3 separate regions of the Sus scrofa genome follow, and all the other regions are linked to region 2. A link is a contact called in public HiChIP or PLAC-seq data. All regions are on one chromosome and are shown on one strand. Each heading gives the region's core, a stretch centred on a gene start, on an enhancer-like site or on the middle of the called end of the contact. The rest is flanking DNA. Distances are from core to core; before and after follow the strand shown. Region 1 overlaps KLHL6 (kelch-like protein 6). Region 2 holds the start of KLHL24 (kelch-like protein 24). Region 3 holds the start of KLHL6 (kelch-like protein 6).

Region 1 (3,087 bases), core at 253-2,752, 120 kb after region 2:
CAATTTTATTGATTTTCTCAAAGAGCCAGTTTTTGGTTTCACTTGATTTTCTCTATTGTTTGTTTTTATATTTTTTATTTCACTTATTTCTTTTTTGTTTTTCTTTTTTTTTTTTGCTTTTTAGGGGCGCACTTGCGGCATATGGAGGGTCCCAGGCTAAGGGTCTAATTGGAGCTGTAGCTGCCGGCCTACACCACAGCTCACAGCAATGCCAGATCCTTAACCCACGGAGCAAGGCTAGGGATCGAATTCTCAACCTCATAGTTCCTAGTCGGATTCATTTCTGCTGTGCCATGACGAGAACTCCCTATTTCACTTATTTCTACTTGAATCTTGATTATTTCCTTTCTTTTGCCTACTTTGGATTTAATTTTCTCTTCTTTTTCTAGTTTCTTAGGGTAGAAATGAAGGTCATTGATTTGAGATCTTTTTCTTTTTTCTAATATTGTCACCAGTGCTATCAATTTCCCTCTAAGTTCTACTTTAACAACATTCTAATATTTTAATATGCTATGCTTTCATTCTTCACAATAAATTCTGAACACCAACTATATGCCAGGTATGGCACTGGGCACCACAAAGCAGTCTCTGCCTTACCAACTTATGGTCTTTCAGAGAAGACAGACACTAAGCAAATTCAGGGTGATGAGTACACTGTTGGAGGAAGACTGGCCAACCACATGGATCCTATGCTGGTTATATGGGTCACCAGCAGGTGGCTCAGCACTGGGAAAGCCCTCATATTCTTGAAGACAAGGTCAGTCTCTGCAACTGCTTTCAGTTCAGCATTTAAAGTACAGAGTCTTGGAGTTCCCATCATGGCTCAGTGGTTAATAAACCTGACTAGTATCCATGAGGATGTGGGTTTGATCCCTGGCCTTGCTCAGCGGGTTAGGGATCCGGTGTTGCCATAAGCTGTAGCTCAAAATGTGGCTTAGATCCCAAGTTGCTGTGGTTGTGGGGTAGGCCGGCGGCTGCAGCTCTGATTTAACCCCTGGCCTGGGAACCTCCATATGCTGTAGGTGTGGCACTAAAAAGACAAAAGACAAAAAAAAAAAAAAAAAAAAATTAAAGTACGGAGTCTTATTCGCCTATACCTCTAACATTTTGGCTGTTATTGTTTCTGCTTCCTATTTTCTAACTCCCTGAAATGCAGGTGATAAAGGCTTTCCACTTATATAAAATGACCCTACTATGTCTTGTGCAAAATTACTCCTCTGAAGCTTGTATTTGCAGTGGGGTGGAGAGTGGGATTATAAGCTTGGATTTAGGAAGAGAGATAATTTAATAACTGGAAAAGTCCCCAATGTCAGGAAATTGGGCTTGCAGTCAGGTGGGTCTGGGTTTTAATCTTGATTGCACAATTTACCTACAGTGTGACCTTGGGCAAGCTACTTAGCTGCTCTAAGGTTCAGTCTTTGTAACATGGGGATGGTAACACCCACCAGCTGATGGAATGGTTTTGAGAATTAAGTAAGATAATGAATGAGATATGCAAGCGCAATGTCTGGCACATGATAAGTGCCCCCACAAACAAAGACTGTTCCTGTTCTCACTCACTTCCTTTATGGTACTCTATTTCCCACAATTAAGCATTTTCTTTCTCTGAGGCTAAATATCTCTCTTTTCAGTGTGTCCTAGTTTTTTGTTGCCTTATTGCCCCAAATTCTGCTCAGGGCACTTTCACATCCTCATTTTATTCTATTTTTATTTTATTTTATTTTTATGGCCACGCCTGTGGTATGCAGAATTTCCCAGGTCAGGGATTGAACCCATGCCACAGCAGTGACCCAAGACACAGCATGGATGCCAGATTCTGAATCCACTGAGCCACCAGGGAACTCCTCTCATCCTCATTTTATAATCTAGGTAACTGAACCAACCAATCACTATGATTCCTGAGTTGGGTCTCATTGCTAGTTGATTCCCTGAAACTCCCTTTCTTATCACTGCTTGTATGATCTTGGCCTTATTCCTGATGCCATTGTTGTAATGAACAGATGTCTCCTCTTAATCTTCCTTTTCCAAACTTAACCCTACTTGTCCTATCATTATCTCTCCCTTTTAACTTTATCCCTCCTCTAAGCTTTATAGAGGTGGTGACAGAGGGAATTTTAGAACCCTAAAAGCAAATGTCAGTTTACCTTTGATTTAGGAGTAATAGCTGGTACCTTTAGTGGGAGAGGTCTTTTGGGGCAGAGCAAGTTGCCCCTTCATTTCAATGCCTCCAAAGTTTCCAGGAAGAACTTGATCTAAAGGCTGCTCTGATATGTGTGGCATTAGGAGGCTCATTTCTGAGGACAGAGGGACAGAAGCTCACCCCTGAGGACAGCTTAGTTGAGGCAGTTTCTTCTGTTTGGTCCTCTCATATAGGTTCTGTGGACAACGAGTAATCAGTAAGGTACAGCTGTTTGTTCTATTGTAAACAATATGAAAGTAAACTGGTTAAGCCTGATTATTGCATGCAGTTCATTGGCAAACACTTCCCTGTGACTGCAACAAATGCACATCACTGACTTCAGACTGGCATTTGTCATACCTTTGAGGTTAATATTTTGCAGAATGTAGCTGAACTTACAATTTGGTTATGGTGCCACCACTTGGCAGTTCTGTGGTGCCAAGTTACAAGGCAGATCTCAACACCCAGCCAATCCTGTCAACTAAATAACTGTTATTAGTTTTCAATTGCTGTGCAACAAATTGTGCCCACAAACATTTATTATCTCACAGGTGTCAGGAATCTAGGAGTGATTTAGCTGAGTGGTCTGGCTCAGGGTCCTTCTGTTGTAGTCATGCTGTTGGCTGGGGCTGGGAATCTACTTTCAAGTTGACTCACAGGATTATTGACCAGTGTCATTTCCTTGCCGTGTGTTGGCTAGAAGCCCCAGCTTCTTGCCCCTTGAGCTTCTCTATAGCAGCTGGCTTCCCCCAGAGCAAATGACTCAAGAAAGACTGAGGGAACAATCAAGATGGAAGCTGTTAGTGCCTTCATAACCTAATTTCAGAAGTTACAGTATATCTACTGGCACAGAGCCCAACCCAGAAACAATATGGAGGGAACAACATAGGCTGTAAATGTCAGGAGGT
Region 2 (2,752 bases), core at 58-2,557:
AAGGACGGCCAGACAGAGGGGCCTCGCGCCCGAGTCCTCCAGCGCGGGAGCGCGCGCCACCCGCTCCTCTAGTGCTGCGGCGGCACGAGAGGCGAGCGCGCGCGCTCCCGCGCGTCCTCCAGATCACCTTCAAGGAGGCGGGGAAGAAGTGCCTGGGCACGTCCACCCAGCGACAAGGCACCCTCCAATAAACGCTCGGAATTCGCCCGGTCGTCCCGCCCGCTAGCCGCCGCAGGCCCCCAATCCCCGCCGCGTTAACAGCCTTCGCCTCCAGCGTCCAGAATCTGGGGGCGGGGCCATTAGGAACTAAATTAAGAAACCGAGGCCTGGAGTGGTGAGAAGGTGGGGAGGTTAGGCGGGGACTCAGCCGACGGAACGCCCGCTCCCCCGCCCGCCCGGGCTCCCCAGGGACTGTCTCTCCAGGGCCCAGTTCTCCGTTCTCTGCGCTGGCCCTGCGGCGAGCGGCGGTAAACAAAGGCTCGCAGGACGGTGGGGGCGGGGGTAACGGTCAGGTGACAGCGCCGCACACATTTCGCAACTCTTTACGGGGCTGTTCTGGCCCGCTACGCTGGGACCCACCTTGACCCCGTCAGTCCTCCCCGTCAGGACCAAACGGTCGCCCCCACCAAATGGGAAAGCTTGACCTGATACCTTCGCATTCTCGGCACTTCCTTCGAGTAAAAAAGAGCAGTGGTCCGTTCGAAGCCCATCGGCAAGTTGCGGGACCCTTCTCCCCGCCCTCACTGCCAGCTACCTCAGTCCCTCCGGCGGCGGGGAGATCCGCACCAGCTGCCCCCAGCCCCGGCGACCAGGCCCCTCCCAATCCGCCCCCGGCGGGCACGCCAGCAACGCCGCGGTTCCGGGGCGGTAGTGCCAGGAGGCGGGGGTGCCCTTTCTTTCATAGTGTTGTTACGGAACCGGGGCTGAAGACCCCCCAAGAGAGCCTCGGAGTCGCCTCGCCCCAGACAGGAGCCCTGTAGCCCCAGCTGCAATCTCTCCTCAGTCCCCCCTCCTCTGGCTCCAGAGGCCGGCCGCCGCTGGCTTCCCTCCTGCAGACATCCCCGTGGTTGTGACCTCAGCCGCCCCTCCGCCCCCGGCTCTGGTCGTTTCCTCGCCTTTCGGCCGGTCCCGGAGCTGTCATCCCCGGGTACCTCAAGAAGAAGGCTGGAAGAGGCCAGCAGCAGTGGCCAGCAGAGGTGGCCCAAGCGGTCCCTTAGCGGCCCGCGGCGCAGCGCTCTCTCCTGCGCCGGCGTCTCCTCCAGCCACCAGTCTCCCCGCAGCTCACAACAAAGGAAACATGTGACCGTCGGGGCCAAAACACTAAGCGTCACGGACCCCTGGCCTATCCGAGTGGGCATTCCCCCGCCTCGGGGCACCCTGGGAGATGTAGTTCTCATTCCGGGGGTGGCCGCCGGGGCCACTTGGGGTTCCCGTTGTAGGGTGGGTGTCGGGTGCTGGGCGTGGGAAGATAACAGTCTAAGAGCCGGTGATTCGGAAACACTTTGTTTTAGGTAGAGATAGGTTAAGGAAATGCATCTGTGCGAGGAGCCCAGTGAGAAATGAGTCGTGTGTTTATTGCCACGTCCCAAGGCAAAAGCACGTAACCAAGAATTCTTAGAACCCTAGAATTTGGGATTAGGTTTAGAGACCTTTTTATTTGATCCTTTGGTATGCAGTCAGGAGATCTGAGGGCCTGAGAGGTGAGAAGGACAAGAACCCTGATAGCTAGACGAACCCACTTTTCTTTTTAAATCTGTCACTGTCACCTGTATCACCTCGGGTTATCTTTTTATTGTAAACGTACATGCAAACCAGATAACCTTGTCACAAATCCCTGTTTTCTGAAGCAGATTCCCCAAAGGACATTATTTTGTGCTTTTTTTTTTTTTTTTTTTTTTTTTTTTGTCTCCAGAAATATTTTTTTTAAGGCTGAGTACACCTCCATATTTTGAAACATTTAACTAGTTTTTCGTTTCTGATATCAGAATTATAACTTCTTCTTCTGTAGTTTAAGAATATAGTCATGTCTTTATTAAATAAGAGGATGTGTTCCAATGGCTAAAGGTGTATATAAGAAGGCTTGTGTCCAGGCTTTTTAAACATGCTTTTTAGCCCTCATTTCCATATGTTATTAAGAAATGAAAATGCCTACCATTTATTGAGCTTCTACTAAGCTCCAGACCCACTGCTAGGCTCTTCACATATATCCTTTAATCTTCATAATAACCCGGCAAGGCAGTTTTATTATCCCATTTTACAGATGAAGAAACTAAGCCACAGAGAGGATAAAAGAGCTGGCACTGATCATTCAGCAATTAAGTGGTGAAGCTGAGATAGACACATAGTTTTTTTATTTTAGGGCCGCAGCATATGGAGGTTCCCAGGCTAGGGGTCCAATTGAAGCCACAGCTGCCAGCCTACACCACAACCACAGCAAGGCAGGATCTGAGCCGTGTCTGCAACCTACACCATAGCTCGGGGCAACACCGGATTCTTAACCTGCTGAGTGAGGCCAGGATTGGATCCTGCAATCCCATGGTTCCTAGTTGGATTTGGTTCCGCTGCGCCACAACAGGAACTCTGACACATAGATTTAAAAAAAAATTATATTAATATAGGTACACAATTATCCTTCTAAAAAGTGTATTTACAAGGTTAAATATTACAAGTCTAGTAGTATGACAGTCGTCCATCTCCCACCCCTCCTCATTCTTAATTCTCCAGAAGCAGCCACTTTCAACTATTTGAGCTA
Region 3 (2,915 bases), core at 227-2,726, 78 kb after region 2:
ATCATGGTCAATTTATATTTCCTAGTGTTTGGTCTGAGGTGGCCAGGTGGCCTAGGGAAAATGTGATGGGGATTTTAGGGAATAATTTTCTCTCTGGTAAGAAGAGCGATGGAGAAAAAGTGGCCAGCCCTTTTTTGTCCTGATTTTGGACCAGGGTTCTGTGAAGACATGATGTTTGGTACTATGGCAGCTACTAAATGACCATAAGGGTACATTTCTACCTTACTGAGGGTAACAGGATGAAAGATGGAAAAAAAAGTCCTGTGTCCCTGAAGACATCATTGAGCTTCTGGATCAACCCAGGACTCCACACTTCTGGCTTCTTATAATATAAGACCCCTATTGTTTGAATGACTTTTGATGGGCTATTCTGTCACTGAAGCCAAAAGCATCTTGACTGATAGAGCTCTGGATGAAGAATAACTGTTGGGGAAATAGCAAGGAATGCGCTTTTAGGAGTAAGTATCCATGGAAGAAGAGAAAGCTGAGGCAGACATGGGATGGCTGGAGAGGGCTTCAGTCACCACTGACCATGAGAGAGAAAGGATTGGGCTCCTGCTGAGCTGGAGGACTGCCAGGGCTCCCCACTGCTAGAAGGTGAATAAAAGCAGGAGTGGGCAGCAGAAGCCACTCTGGCAAGGCCTTGGGCCCTGGGGCAGTCATAGGAGGCAAGCAGTTCTCTCCATGGATGTCAAAGAGGCAGGGTCAACACAGTATTACAGCTCTGGTAGGCTGGTGGCGGTGGAAGAAACAGGGGCTTTGGGGCCAAGAACTGAGCCCTGCTATTCACTTGAGCAGAGCTTCAGTTTCCTTAGCTATAAAATGAGGAAAGTCATTTTAATGCCAGGGGGTGGTTATAAAGATTAAATTACACTACCTCCTGTAAACTTCCTAGGATATAACAGGCATTTAATAATAATAATAACCAAACAGTTATTTAATGGAGACCTGCAGAGGCAATGAAAATACTTCGTGATCCATCACTAAATGCCTGACCAATAGATGCCGGGTGAGGTCAGGCTAATTTGAGACTTGCTAGGACAATTTGGTATTGACCTACCCTGATTGGTCTTCCTGGCCACAGAGTCTCTGGAGACCATTTTTCCATTTTTTCTCTGCCCCCAGAGGCATATCTAGAACAATAGACATTTGGGGGTGGGGGAGGGGAACTTTAATATTCGCCATGGCATTGTTTCCCACCCACCCCCAAGACAGAGAGAGAAGACAGGCAGGGATGACAGAAATGAGAATGCCCAAGGGACATGAGTGTTTCAAGGTGCCCAAGGGACTCAGCGGGGGGGCTCATCGTGGGGTCTCCGACTCCTGAGAGGAAGGAGGGGGAGGATTTAGAATGCGCCCTGCTCATCCCATCACCAACACCTTTGGTTGCAGAAGCACCAGGAGTACAAATGCAATAACCAGAACCAGGGGCTTCCTGCTCACGGATATGAGGGGGGAGGCGGACTAAAATAGCCACACAGCACACTTAGCGGACTCCTAGAAGCCACTCCTTTTCTCTGGAGCCCCTTCCTACACACCCTTCTAAGTAATTTCTAAACTTGTGATGATTACAGAAAGAAGAATAGAAGTTACTGGCGTTTGTAGTAACAGGATGAGAAAGTGTGAGACTTCCTGTTATGTGTGTGTGACAGCTGGTGATAAGTGGAGGGCCCTGCACAGGAAATCCGCCCAGCTTCTGCAATGTGACCTGCCTGAAACTTGGGTGCTCCTTCAGTCTGGATGTTGATGGCAGGACAAAGGGGCACCTGGACCATGGGCGACGTGGTAGAGAAGAGTCTGGAAGGGCCCCTGGCACCTTCTACAGATGACCCCCCCCAGAAAAGGGGAGACCTGGTAGAAATCTTAAATGGAGATAAGGTAAAGTTTGACGACACTGGACTTTCCTTAATTCTACAGAATGGCCTGGAGACCCTCCGCGTGGAAAATGCTCTGACAGACGTCATCTTGTGTGTGGACATTCAGGAATTCTCCTGCCACCGCGTGGTGCTTGCCGCGGCCAGCAACTATTTCAGGTCAGCACTCCTAGGACCAGACTCAAACTGGGTGCAAGTCAGAAGGGAAATCTGTACTGACATGAGAATTTAATCTAACTAGTTGGCTGTTGCATTTATGGTTTGTATATTTATTTAGGTTTGTGAGTCTACTCGAGATACAAAAAAGCAAGCTACTAAACCTTAGAGATTAGCATTTCAGTCATATTAAAAGAGAGCTTTCATCTTTTAAAAGTAATGTTTATATATTACGGTGAAACTTCTGGGTATAGGTCCTTGTTCCAGAGGGTGGAAAATTATTGAAATCATGGGGATTTTCCCCCTCATCTGACTAGTGTGTTGGAAACATAATGTTGTCTTTGTTCACCAATAGAGGTAAGAAAAGGATGTGGCCACTCTTTTAAAGTTATCCAATGGCTTGCTGAAAATTGGGGGTTTCTGTTTGTGTACAGGGAGTGGGTGGGGAGGGAAGCAGTTACAAAGTGCTTTACAAGTGAGAGGCCACTAGTTACAAGAAACTCAAGAGATCTGGGCTCCATCCCACTCTGCCCCTTCCCGATCCTGCGACTTTAAGCAAGTCACTTAATGCTCTGAATTTTGTTTTGACATCTGTAAGATGGGGACAATGATGCTTATCTCTCAGGATCATTGTGATAATTAAATAAGAGAGGGGGAAAAGGCTTCACGTAGTGTCTAGCATCTAGTAGATGCTCAAAATGTCTTTGTTGAAATTCTTCACCTCGTTCTGCTTAGTTCAGCTAAGAACCACGTATTGAGCAAATGCTTGGGGTAGGAATGTTGCAGAACCAGGAACCCAGTGAATTTGGCTGGATCCAGTGTTCCCCAGATCAATGTAGACATGGTGGGAACCAGTTCACAAGGGAAATATGGATGCAGGTCTTC

What was found. HiChIP or PLAC-seq counts read pairs in DNA pulled down with a chosen protein or histone mark.
Region 1: a contact with region 2 is called in an H3K27ac HiChIP or PLAC-seq map of alveolar macrophages. The contact joins the enhancer-like site here to the promoter of KLHL24 in region 2. A contact is called at or near these places in 1 of 5 promoter capture datasets (liver), 5 of 47 Hi-C or Micro-C datasets (liver, psoas muscle and skeletal muscle) and 2 of 2 datasets of contacts at active chromatin or transcription factors (alveolar macrophages and skeletal muscle).
Region 3: a contact with region 2 is called in an H3K27ac HiChIP or PLAC-seq map of skeletal muscle. The contact joins the promoter of KLHL6 here to the promoter of KLHL24 in region 2. A contact is called at or near these places in 1 of 5 promoter capture datasets (liver), 6 of 47 Hi-C or Micro-C datasets (alveolar macrophages, blood, fetal heart ventricle and 3 more) and 2 of 2 datasets of contacts at active chromatin or transcription factors (alveolar macrophages and skeletal muscle).

The regions. Positions count from the first base shown.
Region 1 is chr13:121,442,611-121,445,697 of Sscrofa11.1, reverse strand. All of the region lies in intron 4 of KLHL6 (kelch-like protein 6), which reads left to right. Among named protein-coding and RNA genes, the nearest start is that of KLHL6, 43 kb to the left of the region's middle. Within about 2 kb of position 1,502, at least 5 of the 83 cell types and tissues checked have an H3K27ac peak or open chromatin away from gene starts, as enhancers often do. A contact at or near this core is called in alveolar macrophages, where this site is marked.
Region 2 is chr13:121,563,403-121,566,154 of Sscrofa11.1, reverse strand. It overlaps KLHL24 (kelch-like protein 24), which reads right to left and starts at 1,307. Exons shown (of 9, transcript XM_003132561.5): 1 at 1,152-1,307.
Region 3 is chr13:121,485,821-121,488,735 of Sscrofa11.1, reverse strand. KLHL6 (kelch-like protein 6) reads left to right here and starts at 1,476. Exons shown (of 8, transcript XM_021069900.1): 1 at 1,476-2,033. The coding sequence starts at 1,741.